Linked DNA regions of Zea mays: all the other regions are linked to region 2. A link is a contact called in public Hi-C data. All regions are on one chromosome and are shown on one strand. The core of a region is the stretch at or near the end of the contact, and the rest is flanking DNA. Distances in the headings are between cores, read along the strand shown. Region 1 holds the start of LOC103650064. Region 2 holds the start of LOC100284775. Region 3 holds the start of LOC103650065 (ABC transporter B family member 21).

Evidence for each region. Hi-C and Micro-C count contacts between places; a contact is called where the count stands out from the background.
Region 1: a contact with region 2 is called in a Hi-C map of endosperm, with 2.8 times the contacts expected there. The contact joins the promoter of LOC103650064 here to the promoter of LOC100284775 in region 2. A contact is called at or near these places in 2 of 25 Hi-C or Micro-C datasets (endosperm and tassel).
Region 3: a contact with region 2 is called in a Hi-C map of endosperm, with 4 times the contacts expected there. The contact joins the promoter of LOC103650065 here to the promoter of LOC100284775 in region 2. A contact is called at or near these places in 3 of 25 Hi-C or Micro-C datasets (ear, endosperm and tassel).

What each region holds. Positions count from the first base shown.
Region 1 is chr3:50,425,363-50,429,846 of Zm-B73-REFERENCE-NAM-5.0, forward strand. LOC103650064 reads right to left here and starts at 3,149. Exons shown (of 3, transcript XM_008675731.4): 1 at 1,975-3,149; 2 at 1,496-1,688; 3 at 1,141-1,395. The coding sequence starts at 2,480. The coding sequence ends at 1,306. LOC108961162 reads left to right here and starts at 3,462. Exons shown (of 3, transcript NM_001346811.1): 1 at 3,462-3,719; 2 at 3,795-4,315. The coding sequence starts at 4,165.
Region 2 is chr3:50,054,597-50,058,487 of Zm-B73-REFERENCE-NAM-5.0, forward strand. LOC100284775 reads right to left here and starts at 2,272. Exons shown (of 2, transcript NM_001157670.2): 1 at 616-2,272. The coding sequence starts at 2,016.
Region 3 is chr3:50,523,281-50,527,482 of Zm-B73-REFERENCE-NAM-5.0, forward strand. It overlaps LOC103650065 (ABC transporter B family member 21), which reads right to left and starts at 1,957. Exons shown (of 11, transcript XM_020550206.3): 1 at 1,610-1,957; 2 at 519-1,145; 3 at 21-418. The coding sequence starts at 1,056.

The sequences.
Region 1 (4,484 bases), core at 1,899-4,398, 370 kb after region 2:
CTTTTAGAAAAAGCTGCTTCCTGGATCCTGCCCTTTGGTTGACTTTTGACTTTTAGAGGGGCAAAAGCCAAAGCCAAAAGTCAAACCAAACACACCCTTAAGTTACTATAGTTTACAATTGTACATGACACAAATACTATGGTATTATTTTATCACAATAAAACCACAATATCGCTCAAAACCGAGAACTGTTTGGTTTTATTGGAAAAACAAAGTATATATAGAGAAGAGAAGAAAACTAAGGTACTCAGTGGAGTTTCGAAAACTCTAAAAAATACCACGGTTTTAAATAAACCATAGCATTTAAAGCGGTGTTTTGCCTCAATAAATCAAACACCTTTGTGTTTCAATACTATAGTATCATCAAATACCGTAGTGTTATTTTAAAATATTTCTAAACAGGGCTTAAACATCTAATGTGATAGGTACTAAAATATAGCATATGAAAACGAACGGGCTATAATCAACTTTTGCTTGAAGGGTGGAGTTCTAAACAAAGTCAGTTTTCCTTATCTAATCAGCTTGCTTGAACGGTGGGCCACAGACTACGCAACCTTTTCCGACGGCTAAAGTACAAATTTTATTCTAACGGAGAAAACGAACCAGGGCCTTAAAAGTTCACTAGGTAAATGCCCGTACGTTGCTACGGAGTGAACATAGGTAAATGCCCGTACGTTGCTACGAAGTGAACATATTCTGATAAGATGCATTGAAATTCAAAAATACTAATTGCCATTTGACGGGAGAGCGTGAGGAGCGGTGCTTAGGCTGCAAATATAATTATTCTTTATTTTCAAACAGTAAGTTACACGTGGTCTAGTGGTTAACGAGTAGAGGGACGTAAGTTCGAGTGCTCGCTTTGCACTATTTTTTGCGGACGCTGTGCGTAGAGAGTGCAGTCATGGTAGACTGGTAGCATCAGGTGACCACATTAGGTCCTTAATAGAGTAGTATAGACTAAAACTTGATCTTATCACGTTCCTATTCCTCTGTCTATTTCAACCCTTTTATTTTTGGTTCCTGGAAGTGTTGCTGTCATGACGAAGGCATACCCAAGTTTTGAAAGGGATGATCTGATTTTGCTCCAGGAGATTGCCAGCTACATGATTTTTGCTTGTGGAGCTGTCTATGTGATCTCGGTAAGAAAGAATTTTGGATGTTCATATTGATGTCTAGGAGATTGTCAGCGTATTGCAAGTCACAAATTACCATCCACACTGATTTAGAGCCAAAATTTCGACGTGTCAGCTTAATTACTTGCTGGCCCAAACTAAGCATGCTCACAGAGAGAGCTGACCCAAACAATTAAGCTCTGGGGTAAGCATGAACAGTGGAGTCACCGAGCACCTTGCGAGCACGCGCGTACACGGCGTTGACAGACTCTGATGTTCCCATCTGGGTATATAATCAAGTTTTAGCCTTGTTATTCTGAAATGAGAAAACACCCACCCACATCCACACACATATACATGGTAGCAGTGATGTGTGGTCTCACCTTGAGCTCCAGGCTATAGTAGCTCCTCCACACTTCCCTTTCCTGGGGATACATGTCGACCACTGAATCATATAGTCGTCGAGCATTTGTGAGGGCGCCATGGTTTCCGAGCGATGCAAGGCTCACCTCCAGCTCTATGCAGTATTGCATCAACTTGAGGCTTGGCCGAGGTAAAGCAAGCAATCTGTGTCGACTGCAACAAGCAAAAGGCCAAGGTGTCATCAGGTCCCAACACTTAGGAGGCAATATTGACTGCATGCAGTTACTTCTTTTTTCCTGTTTTAACTTCAATGCACTCAGCAATGGGATGGGACTCCGGAGAAAGGCGGGAAAACAAGCATGACCTATTAAAACCAATACTACAAGTATTTAATGGAAAAACAATTTCATGGCCTGAAATGCATCACGAACGATTTCAAGCACAGTCATAGTAGTAAGGTAAAACCCAAAGTTTGTCAATGTTGATATAAGGAACTTACCATGTGCCAAACAGATCAAACAGAGAGCTCAAGTTCTCCTTATTCAATGGAGAGCTGCCAGAAGCAGTCGCCAACGAATTTATCTCCATAGAAGCTCTCAGGATCCACAAATTTGCAGCACTTGAAAGAGGGCCATCACAAAGCTTTTCTGCAAGAGACTTAGCTTCCTCCAGTCTTAGCTCCGTCGTGTTTAGCGTGCTGTTCGAGGAAGCGATGGAGTTGGAGCACAGCGTCAGCGACAACTCCCTCGTCGCCACCGCGGACGCGTTGGCTCCACTGCAGGCGGCGAGCGGGTAGTGGAGGCCTCCCTCGTTGGAGAGCCCGGCCCCGGCGAGGTGGTATGTGTCATGGGCCGGCACGGTTACTGATCCGCCGGCGCTGGTACAGATATCGTACGACTTCTTGGATGACGACCAGACCGCCATGGCCCTGGATTGGCTGGGGCACCGCAAGCTCGCCACGACGTGGCTGTCGCAGCCGGCGACACCGTATAGCTCGTCGTCCATCTCGTCTGACGGCGTCCTCCCGCCGGCACGATCATCCCATGGCAGCGCGGGGGCGTTAGCGAGGAGCTGGCTGGCGAAGGAGGCCAGCACGTTGTTGTTCGCCTCGTAGTGCGCGCCCAGATCCGCCGTCGACCGCCACGTTGCTGAGGCCGAACCCGAAGCCGCCCTGGTCAAGAAGCACGTTGGGGTGGAAGTGTAGCACCTCGGCGCTCATAATGTCGCCGCCTCCGTAGCCGAGGTCGAGAAATCCATGGACCGTGGTAATGGGGAGAGAATATCTGGGACCTTCCATATCATGCGGGCGCGGTAATGGGAGAGGAGATCTGGCTCCCACGCCATTTTTGCCGCGGGCCAAGGAGGAGGTGGCGGACCTTCCATGGATGGCAGACCTCCCACTGACTCGAGAAATCCATGGACCGCGGTAATGGGGAGAGGAGATCTGCGGCAGATTTTGATGGCGCGGGCGCGGTAATGGGAGGAGTTGAGGTGGCGGATCCACGGCGCGTAGAGAGCGGCGAATGGTACAGAGGGCGGCGAATGGTACAAAGGACCTTCCATTGAGGTGGCTATAGCGGGGGCGAGGAGCGTGTAGAGAGCGGCGATAGCGGAGGCGTGGCGTCGGGCTAGGCGGGGGCGGGGGCGGGGGCGTCAGGCTTCACCAAAATAAAATGTGGACGCCCTCGATAGTATCTTATGTAGTAGTAGAGAAACGGTGTGGCCACGTATAATCTCTCTTCCCTTCTGCCCACAGCGGATCCGTCAACAACTGGATGACGCATGCAATGACGCTAATTCCGTCCAGAATACCAGCCCAGCACGGTCTCCTCCTGCGACCAGCTGTCACAGCTCACGGCCAATGATCTCCCGACACGTGATCTCTATGTGAGCCGTTCGAATCGAACCGCCTCATCTCCGCCGCTCGCTTTGGCCAACGGGAGAGGGTACCATAAATACATTTGTTTCCGCCAATTATTCGTCGATAACCAAGAACAAACCATTGTTGGACGCGTTCCCCTCCTGCACGCAACCTCATCTCGTCCTCCAGATCCTGGATGGCCGTCCTCCTTGATACCTTGCCTCGCGAGTGCTCTCGGTGAGCTACTTTGTTTTGATTTATCAGGAAATCCGTTTGCTTCATGTTATGCAGGCTCAGATCTGATTGCTGGATTCGGCATCTTACGGGCTTGAATAGAGCTAGGACTGGGAGAAAACAACAAACCCGCGTTGGATCCTGTATCGGTTAGTCCTTGCCTTCAAGGTTCATGTTGTTTTGTTTTGGTGGTCGAGCATCGCATGTTCTGCTTCTGGTTCCAGATCTGGAGAAATTTCTAAGTCGTCGTCGTCGTCGTCGTTCGGTTCGGAGCGGATCTGAGGCGACGATGGCTGGAGGCGGCGGGATCTCTTGGTCTGCAGTCCTGCTTCACCTCGATGGATGATGTCTCTGCGCTGATAATTATTGGATCAATTTCGATAATTATTAGTAGATCTATGAGATATGCCGCCTGGAAGAGGCGAGGTAAGCTGCAGCATGTAAAAGTCTGCGTGCGTCGACAGCAAAAAAGAGAAAAAAAGATGTGACATCCTAGAGGAGGCCTTTGCCATGATGGGTGCGCTCGCATGGCAGGCCAGGTATTAATAAAAAGATGATTATTGTGTGCCGGGGGAGGAGATCGCACGGGGGTTGATGTTTTTGGCCCCGGGGTCTCCTCCCTCATCTTGTTCCGTGTTCCTGTATCCGTTGTTTCCGCGCCTGTTGGTCCGCTGCGCACGCCGGATTTTTGCATCGAGCACGGAGATCTACAACAAAAACATGGAGCTACGACGCGACTCCCAAGGTACAATCGGTAATTATGTTCAAACAATTTTTAAGTCGTTCTGCGCTCCTTCTATTACGAGCAACGTTTTATATTCTGTGCTTGCATAATGAATCGAAGAAATCCTGACACCAATCGAACTGAAGATCCTGAAACGCACGTTAATACCGTTGACGTCCGCTTCACCCAG
Region 2 (3,891 bases), core at 1,022-3,521:
GTGAAGAAGATGGCAGCGATCATTAAGAAGATGCTCCTGCTACAGCTGAACAACAAGTACAACCAGAAACAGCAAGAGAAATAGACCAGGATGAACCTGAATCAGTTGGGAGACGCATTTCACTTGGATGAAGATATGCCGCTCTAGATCACTAGTGAGTGTGTATTTGCTTGTTTAGATGAAGATCTTATTTACATTCAGTATTGCAGTATTGAACTTGGCATGAATATTCAGTTTCAGAGTTTCAGTATTGCCTATTTGCCTTTGTGTACTTTGTACTATATATATACACCAGGACTGATTAGTCGTATTCATAAGAATATCAAGGAAACAGTTTCATATGAATATTCAGTTTCAGAGTTTCAAAGTTCTTACGGTCTAGAAACAGTATTCATAAGAATATCTTCTCACATTAACTTAATATCTTTGTACAAGCATGCCTTCTCAAGGAAACAAGGATTAAATCCACCAAAATAACAGAACCGCATAAAGTGTTCCTAGTATCATCTATTAAAATATAGATTAACCTGATTAATCATTAACAGAGGAACCCAAGCCAGCCAACAAAGAAAATTAAGGGACTAAATATGCAAGTATTTTCAGCTGAGAGTGTACCTTCTCAGAAGGCCGCAACTTGCTGCTGGTGAACCCTTCAGAAACAAGTTTATTGACAACATCCCTCAGTCTCTCATAGTCCTCTGTGACATTGTAAACCTGGTGTGAGATCCTCACATACCCTGTCACTGGATCACCATTTTTATCCTTTGTCATCTCCTGTCCTTCCACCCTTCTTGAGTTGTAGTATACCGGCACCTCCACCTGGAAATCCTTTCTCAACATTGTCCTCACTCTCATTGCATCATCATCACTCTCAACACCAAGGCAACCAGGCATCCCCACCATAACCATGCTACCACACAGTTCCGGAGGTGAGCCAAGAAAAGTCCCCCATGCCTCAGCAAGCATCCTACCCATCTCAATAACTTTCTCATGATTCCGGTTTCGTATAGCCTCAATTCCACCCTCAAATCGATTCACAAAATCTATAGCCTCGGACACAACAAGCTGGGCACTGTAATCCCGTGTTCCAATCCATCCGCTCTCCATAGGCAGCCCATTCCCATACTCATGGGAAACAACAGGGTGATGGAGTTGGGAGGCTATCGGGTCATCCTTGCGAGTATGCAAAAAGGCCACAGCAGGGGGGCAAAAGAACCACTTATGAAGGTTGCTTGTATAGAAATCGGCTCCAATGTCGCGCACGTCCACAGGCACCTGCCCAATAGAGTGGGCAGCGTCAACAAATACCTTGTCAACGCCCTCTTCTCGACAGATGGCGACGAGCTCCTTGACTGGGATGACGACACTGGGCATGGAGGTAATGTGGTCGATGACTGCGAGCCTGACCCTACGCCCTCCTTCCTTGGCGACCGCGAGCGCAGCACGGAACTCGGCAATGATTGCGTCGGCGGACGCGACGGGGAATGGGAGGGGCACCTCGACGACGGTGGCCCCCGCACGCGCGACGTACGCGTGGATGGACTTCTTGACCGCACCATAGGCGTAGTGGAGCATCAGCACCGCATCCCCGCGCGCGAAGTGACCCTCGGCGAAGCTCCAGGCTGCGTGCTGCAGGACGATGGCGGCGGCCGTGGTGGCGTTATCGACGAGGGAGACCTCGGAGACGTCGCCAGCGCCCACCACCTCGGCGACGGCGGCGCGCGAGCGGAGAAGGCCCTGCTGGAGAACGTGGAAGTAGAAGGCGTCGGGCTGCGCGAGGAAGAGGCGCTGCCAGTGGGCCTGCGCGGCGAGGACCGAGGCCGGGCAGCAGCCGAAGCTGCCGTTGTTGACGCGCGCCACGGCTGCGTCGTGGTGTGCGAACTCGACGCGGATCTCGGCTTCCGAGATCACCGCCCGGGGGCGCTTCGACGGGGACGGGCCGTTACCGTGTCCGTTGTCGTTGCCGTGCCCATTCACGGCCGCGGCCGCGTCGTCAGGGGCCGGGTCCGACGCCATCGCCGGTGCGCTAGGGTTGGCTGGCCTGGATTGGGGAAGAGAGAGGTAGAATGGAGAGTGATACGAGAGAGACAGTGCGCGTGCCTGTTGAGGATGGATCAGGGTCGCCACTCGAGGCGGTCCGCGACGGGCCGGATTTGGGCCTCCCAGGTTCGTCAGCCGTTCGCCTGCGTCGTCTGCTGCGTGGACGGGCGCGGCGAGGGTCCCACGGCCCATCGACTGCGAAACGGCCGAAAGGCCGTAGAAAACAGGAGGCCACGCCTGCAACCGGGGTGCGGCACCCACGACGAGTCGACGACATCGCTGAGGGTTTGTTTGGGGAGTATTCATTCAATACACATGGATTAAAAGAGATTAGTCGGTTGTCCGTACGTTGTGACGGTTCACAACAATACTCACGTAAACTATCTACTAAAAAGATCTTAATATTTTTATTGATTGTCTCTGTTTTTCGCATATTTTTTTATTTTACTAACTGATGTTGTTGTTTAGTTCATCCAATATGTTTTGGTATAACACGGTTAATAAAGTAAGCGATTAAAAAAGAGTTCAGAACGACTAAGTAAAAAATAGAGATTATAGAAAAACATAATTCTACCATACAGATACCAAATAATAGGAAGTTTGTGAGCTCAAGTTTCTAAAATAAGTCACACGAACTCAAACTCATAAAAAAAGATACATCAAAATATTGAGTGTTCGCTAAAGCCAGTCATCAATAGAAACTGGATGCGCTCCATACAAATTATGGTACTTCGTAACAATTGCTAACGCTTAAAACCAACAAATAATCTTTCCTTTTTACTATTAGCGTGACAAATTATTGCTGCTCCATCCAATTTAGCAACTTCAAACAACATGGATTCCATTGTTCCAATGTGGCCTCAGAAACGAGCTAATGCACACAAGGGATGAGCAACTTGTGATTGTGTCCGCATGGGTCTCGAAATCCTAACACATATTTTACAGAATCCATGAGCCATCATCAGAAGAACACAAACCATGTACAGACAATAAATAAAGTACTAACACACCCAAATTATGTTCAGTCCTTAGAACAACAAAAAACTAACACCTAAAACAACAGAGGAACAACACAATAATTTTTGCAATGACAGAAGGATGGGTGACAGGTACATAGAAGTGGTAAAAGTATATCGAGTCGACACCGTGGTAAGGGAAAGGCCATGTAGACAGGCAATGTCGAGCCATCGAACGGGGCCATAGGCAGCAAATCAGGGACCCCCATCCCTCGCTTCCCATACTTCCAAGGTTTCGTAGAGCAGGAAGGAAGGGAAGAGGCGGCCATACATGTTCGTTGCCGGAGAAGGACACGACGTAGATCTGGGCATCTGGAGGCGACATAGGTAGTATACTACTAGATACATATAGGGAGAGAGCGCGCAAGCGAAGAAAGAAACCCAGCCGGAGCAGCTCCAAACCGAGAAGCATTTGCGCCAGGCGTCAGTCCGAGAAGGGCGAGAGAATGTGAGTGCCTTCCCTGCCCTAGACCCGCCGAGGCAACACAACACCACCACCAACTTCATGACATATGCCAACAGCTGTCGTGCTACAGGCCTTTGTTGTCCAATATCTCAGACTTGGACTCCTCATCGACAAGATAACCTAAGCGTGGCAGGCGCCACCGTGTCCTCCTCGGCAGCACGCACGGAGAAAGGCTAGCACCAAGACTGACTCGCCCTGTTCTCGCGTCGACGAGCGTCGGTCAGCTCACGACTAGACCGTGGGTGGGGGCAGTAGGTTGGGGAGGAAGAGCATGGCGAAGGCCGGGAAGACGAACAGGACGTCCGACGACGACGAATGCTGTGAAACGTCCTCATGGACGTGCAATAGCCACCACGCAGGTCGGTGTCG
Region 3 (4,202 bases), core at 707-3,206, 470 kb after region 2:
CGGCTGTGCGCTCTGCTCACCGTCCTGATGGAACCGATGGTCTGCTCCACCACCACCGACGACTCCGCGTACGCCGCCTGGCCCAGGGACGCCATCTTGGTGACGACGTTGGACATGACCGCGCCGGCCACGACGAGCGGCGGGATGGTCGCCATCATGACCAGGGTCAGCAGCCAGCCCTGCGCGAAGGCGACGATGAAGCCGCCGAAGAAGGTCACCACCAGCTGGATGAACTTGCCGACCTTCTCGCCCATGGCGTCCTGGATCAGCACGGTGTCGCCCGACATCCTGCCCACCACCTCGCCGGTGCTGGTGTACTTGTCGAAGAAGGCGATCTCTTGCCTCAGGATCGTCTTGAGGTACAGGTTCCGTATCCGCGCCGCCTGGCGCTCGCCGGTGATCATCCAGCAGGTCACCTCTGGTCGGACGGAAAACAGCTGAGCAGCCTTAGTCTGCGTGCGTGTGCTCGGTGTCTGACTCTAGTGGGAGTGTTATGTTACCACTGAAGGTGGACTTACGGACGAAGGAAGCGACGGCGGAGGCGATGGCGAGGTAGACGAAATCGAGAGAGACCATGGACACCCGGTTGACGACGTCGTGGATGCTGAGCGCGCCGCCGAAGGCGTCGATGAGGTTGCCGAAGAGCACGGTCATGAAGGGCATCGCGGCGCCGTTGGCCACGGCCCCGAGCGCGCCCAGGAGCATGAGCGCCACGTCGGTGGAGTCGGCGAACGCGAACAGCTTGTGGAACGGCACTCGCGTCGCCGCCGCCTCCGCCGCGCCGGGGGTTTCCCCCGCCGCGCGTCCCTTGGCGTCATTGCCAGGGCTCTGAGCCGAGGGGCCGGACGTGCCTGCCGCCGGCTGCGACGAGGCATTCGCCTCGGCGGGTCTCCAGGACTCCGGCATGGCTGCCGTCGCTGCGTCGAAGATTCGCGCCTCCGCGCTCACGAATCTCTCCCCGCCGCGAGATTGGGCAATGCTGCTAGCTCGGCGCGCCGTGTGCTCTCTGCTCTGCTCGCCCTCGTATGGTTGTTCCTTACCTCCTAGCTCATGCATACCAGCAGCGCCTCACTCACCTGCCAGGGCCCAATAATCGCACACACAATCACATTCAGCAGCAGCGGATTCATCTCAGCGCTTCGCAGCTAGAAAAGAAGACAGCAGTAGAATCCGGGAAGGAAACATAAGAACAGGGAGCCCAGGGCAACAGCAAATCTGAATCTACAATCTCCCTAGCAACCGATGGGAAACACAGGGCATCCATCTCCCACCCGCGCAAGAACATAAAAAAAGAGCGCTGCGCTGTGCAGGTGGGAGGTAGAGTTCGGATGCGAACTTGCGAAGAACTGGTATGGTATGGATGGTTGGAGAAGGAACAAACCGAGCAGAAAAAAAAAAGTTGGCAGCTTTCGCACTTGCCGCCGGACGCGGACGCAGAGGCCAGCAGTCCAGCACCCGCACCACCGGGGAAAGAGAAAAAAGCAAGCTTGTATAGTGATTAAAGGTGGGAGACCGCAGCGGCGCCGCTGCGGTGGTTTTGGTATCCATCGCGGGCGAGCAAGCATATAAAAATGCGCTCGCGGAGGCCAAGGCGAAGGCCACTACTCACCAAGGCAGGCACAGGAATAAGCATCCGTCTCCGTCTCCTCTCTCCTCGTCGCAGTGCTGAGTGCTCCCAGCCCGGCCGGTGGTTGCAATGGCTGGCTGGATGGATGGATGCGGGATATTTATAGATGTCGGGCTTTGCGCTCACAAATCACAGCTGAGCAGATGGCGATCGATTGGAATGAAATCGGGTCGCACGAGAGTCAGCCTGTCTTCTTCTATTACCAGAAATTTAATTATAAATATTTAGGTTTAAATACTGTCAATTTTTTTAATATTTAGGGTTAGTTTGGAACTACATTGTTTTAAGTGATTTTTATTTTTCAAGGAAAGATAAACTAATTTCCCTTAGAAAAATGAATATCCCGTGGTAAATTGAGGCACTTAGAGATACATATTGTTTATATAAATATTTTTTATCCTTTGGAACCGAAGGATCACATGAATGTCAGTCTCACTTTTTTGTGTGACTAAAGCACACCCGGTATATTGGGTTGGCTATAGAGAATAGCCACGCTTTTGGAACCTTTTAGTACGAGCGGTGTCTACCTTTGAATAATGTATGATCATCACCAATAACTGACACTACAATTACAGGGCAATCGTGAGTCAAATATATTAAGATGGTGATTTAGGTCAGCTCGTTAGGCTGTTTTCGGTGGGTCATATAAAATAGGGGCGTAGAACTCTAGATGATATTATTTGATATTGTTTGGAGATTAAAATTTGAAAATAAGGAACGAGTCAGGGAGACGGCCTTCGGTTAATGCTACTAGTAGTTACATTCATAGGGTTCGGCTGGGGACACGCGTGGATGGAAGAACAGAGATACGGCTGCCGGTGGTAATTGCATCCTGTACCATGGCACTGTTCTTGGGTTGATGCCACTAGTAGTACATACATAGGCTAACATAGCCAAGCGCGGGCTAGGCAGTGTGACTGACAGGCTGGACAGCTGACGCACGCTGTGTCGTGATCGTGAGATCACGTGCCTGTGCTGTGCGGCACATGCCATGGATGGAGCCTAAAATCTCTATATCCCATGTCCATTATATCTGCCGGCATACGGTATACTCGTTACAGTACGCTGCTAGACGTTGGCATATGGCGCGCACGCAACAGCCCGAGCTCGGCCGCAGTGTCTGTCTCGGCTCGCTTGTACTTGTAACGCCAGGCAGCAGCCCCAGCCCCAGCCAGGGGTCAACTGGCTCGTCACGACGGCCTGCATGCATTTTGCGAGTTTGCGATGCGTTGCTGGACGCGTTTCCGGAGCCGTGGCGTGTCGGCATGGCCCAATGGCTAGTGCTGGGGTACCACTACCACCGGTGCGCGGCCCCTACTGTCAGTGGGGGAAGCGCGAAGCACGGGCACATGCGATGGCGCGGCTTGTCGGCTTGGGTTTGCGGTTTGCCGGCTTGGCTTGGTTGTTCGGCCGGGGTTGGGGTTGGCGTTTTGCTTGGTGGTCACGCACCCGTGGACCCTTGTCTCTGTCTCCCACTCTCCCTGCGTCCTCCATGCACGCCGCGGTCCCTTTCCCTTCCTTCCACACCAGGGCCAGGCCCAGGGAGGGAGGCGCGCCGGTCAAAGCCCCGGGTTCGGGGTAGCCGCCGCATGACATACGCCACGCCACCAGGGACGGTGGTCCGCCGTGCGCCGCGGTGCGGTGCGGTGCGGTGCGGTGCGTCTCCCCCATCGGGGATTGGCACACACGGCGGCAGGCGGCACACGTCCCGCGTCCCGGCCGGCTACCCGGCAAAAAACAATCGCCCTTCTTCGTCGTCACTCGTCATCCGCGGCACGTACGGCGGCGCTGCTGGCCTGCCGTGTAGCCAAGGGTATAGCCGGCGAAGGAATGGAAAGAATTAGAAATAGCACGCCTTGGCAGGACAGGGAGGACGCGCCAGAATTGGGCTTCGCGGCGGCGGCGGCTGACGTATCCCAACAAACTGGTGCGAGTAGTTAGTTTGGCCGCGACAATGACACCCTCCGTCTCCGATCCTCCTGTGCATATATATATAGAAGCACTCCCGAAATATATATTATGCAATTCGACCGCGTGGATGAGGAAGGCGCCACGGAGATGCATGCAGGTGTGCAGATAGAGGGCAACGCAACTACTAACCCAACAAAAGCCAACCACCCACTTCGTCTCGATCGTCAGCTCACGCGCACGCGGGCGACCATGCCCAAGCTCCTGGATGGGTCGACGTCTCTTTCCTTTGAAACTGAGCAACGTTCGGACCAAACCAACCACCGAGACGAGATGGTACCTGCCATGGCATGCATGTAGTCGACGGAGCCTTTCGTTCCGGCACCCGCTCAACGCTGGTCTCATCTAGTCATCTGCTCTCTAGTCATCAGTCATCACTGTACTCTCTTCCTAACTGTCTGGCTCTTGGCGTGACCGACCGTCCTCGATCTCTTCGACACGACTTGCATGCTATTGCTCGTCCCGGGAGGCGGAGGTCAACTAACGAAAAAGGTATACTAGTGAACAAGAAGCAAGTGCAAAGACAGAGTATTCTTTCTTTTTTTTCCCCTTGTAAAAGGTTGCATAATAACACGCTTGGAAACGACAATGTAGCAAGTCTAAATGT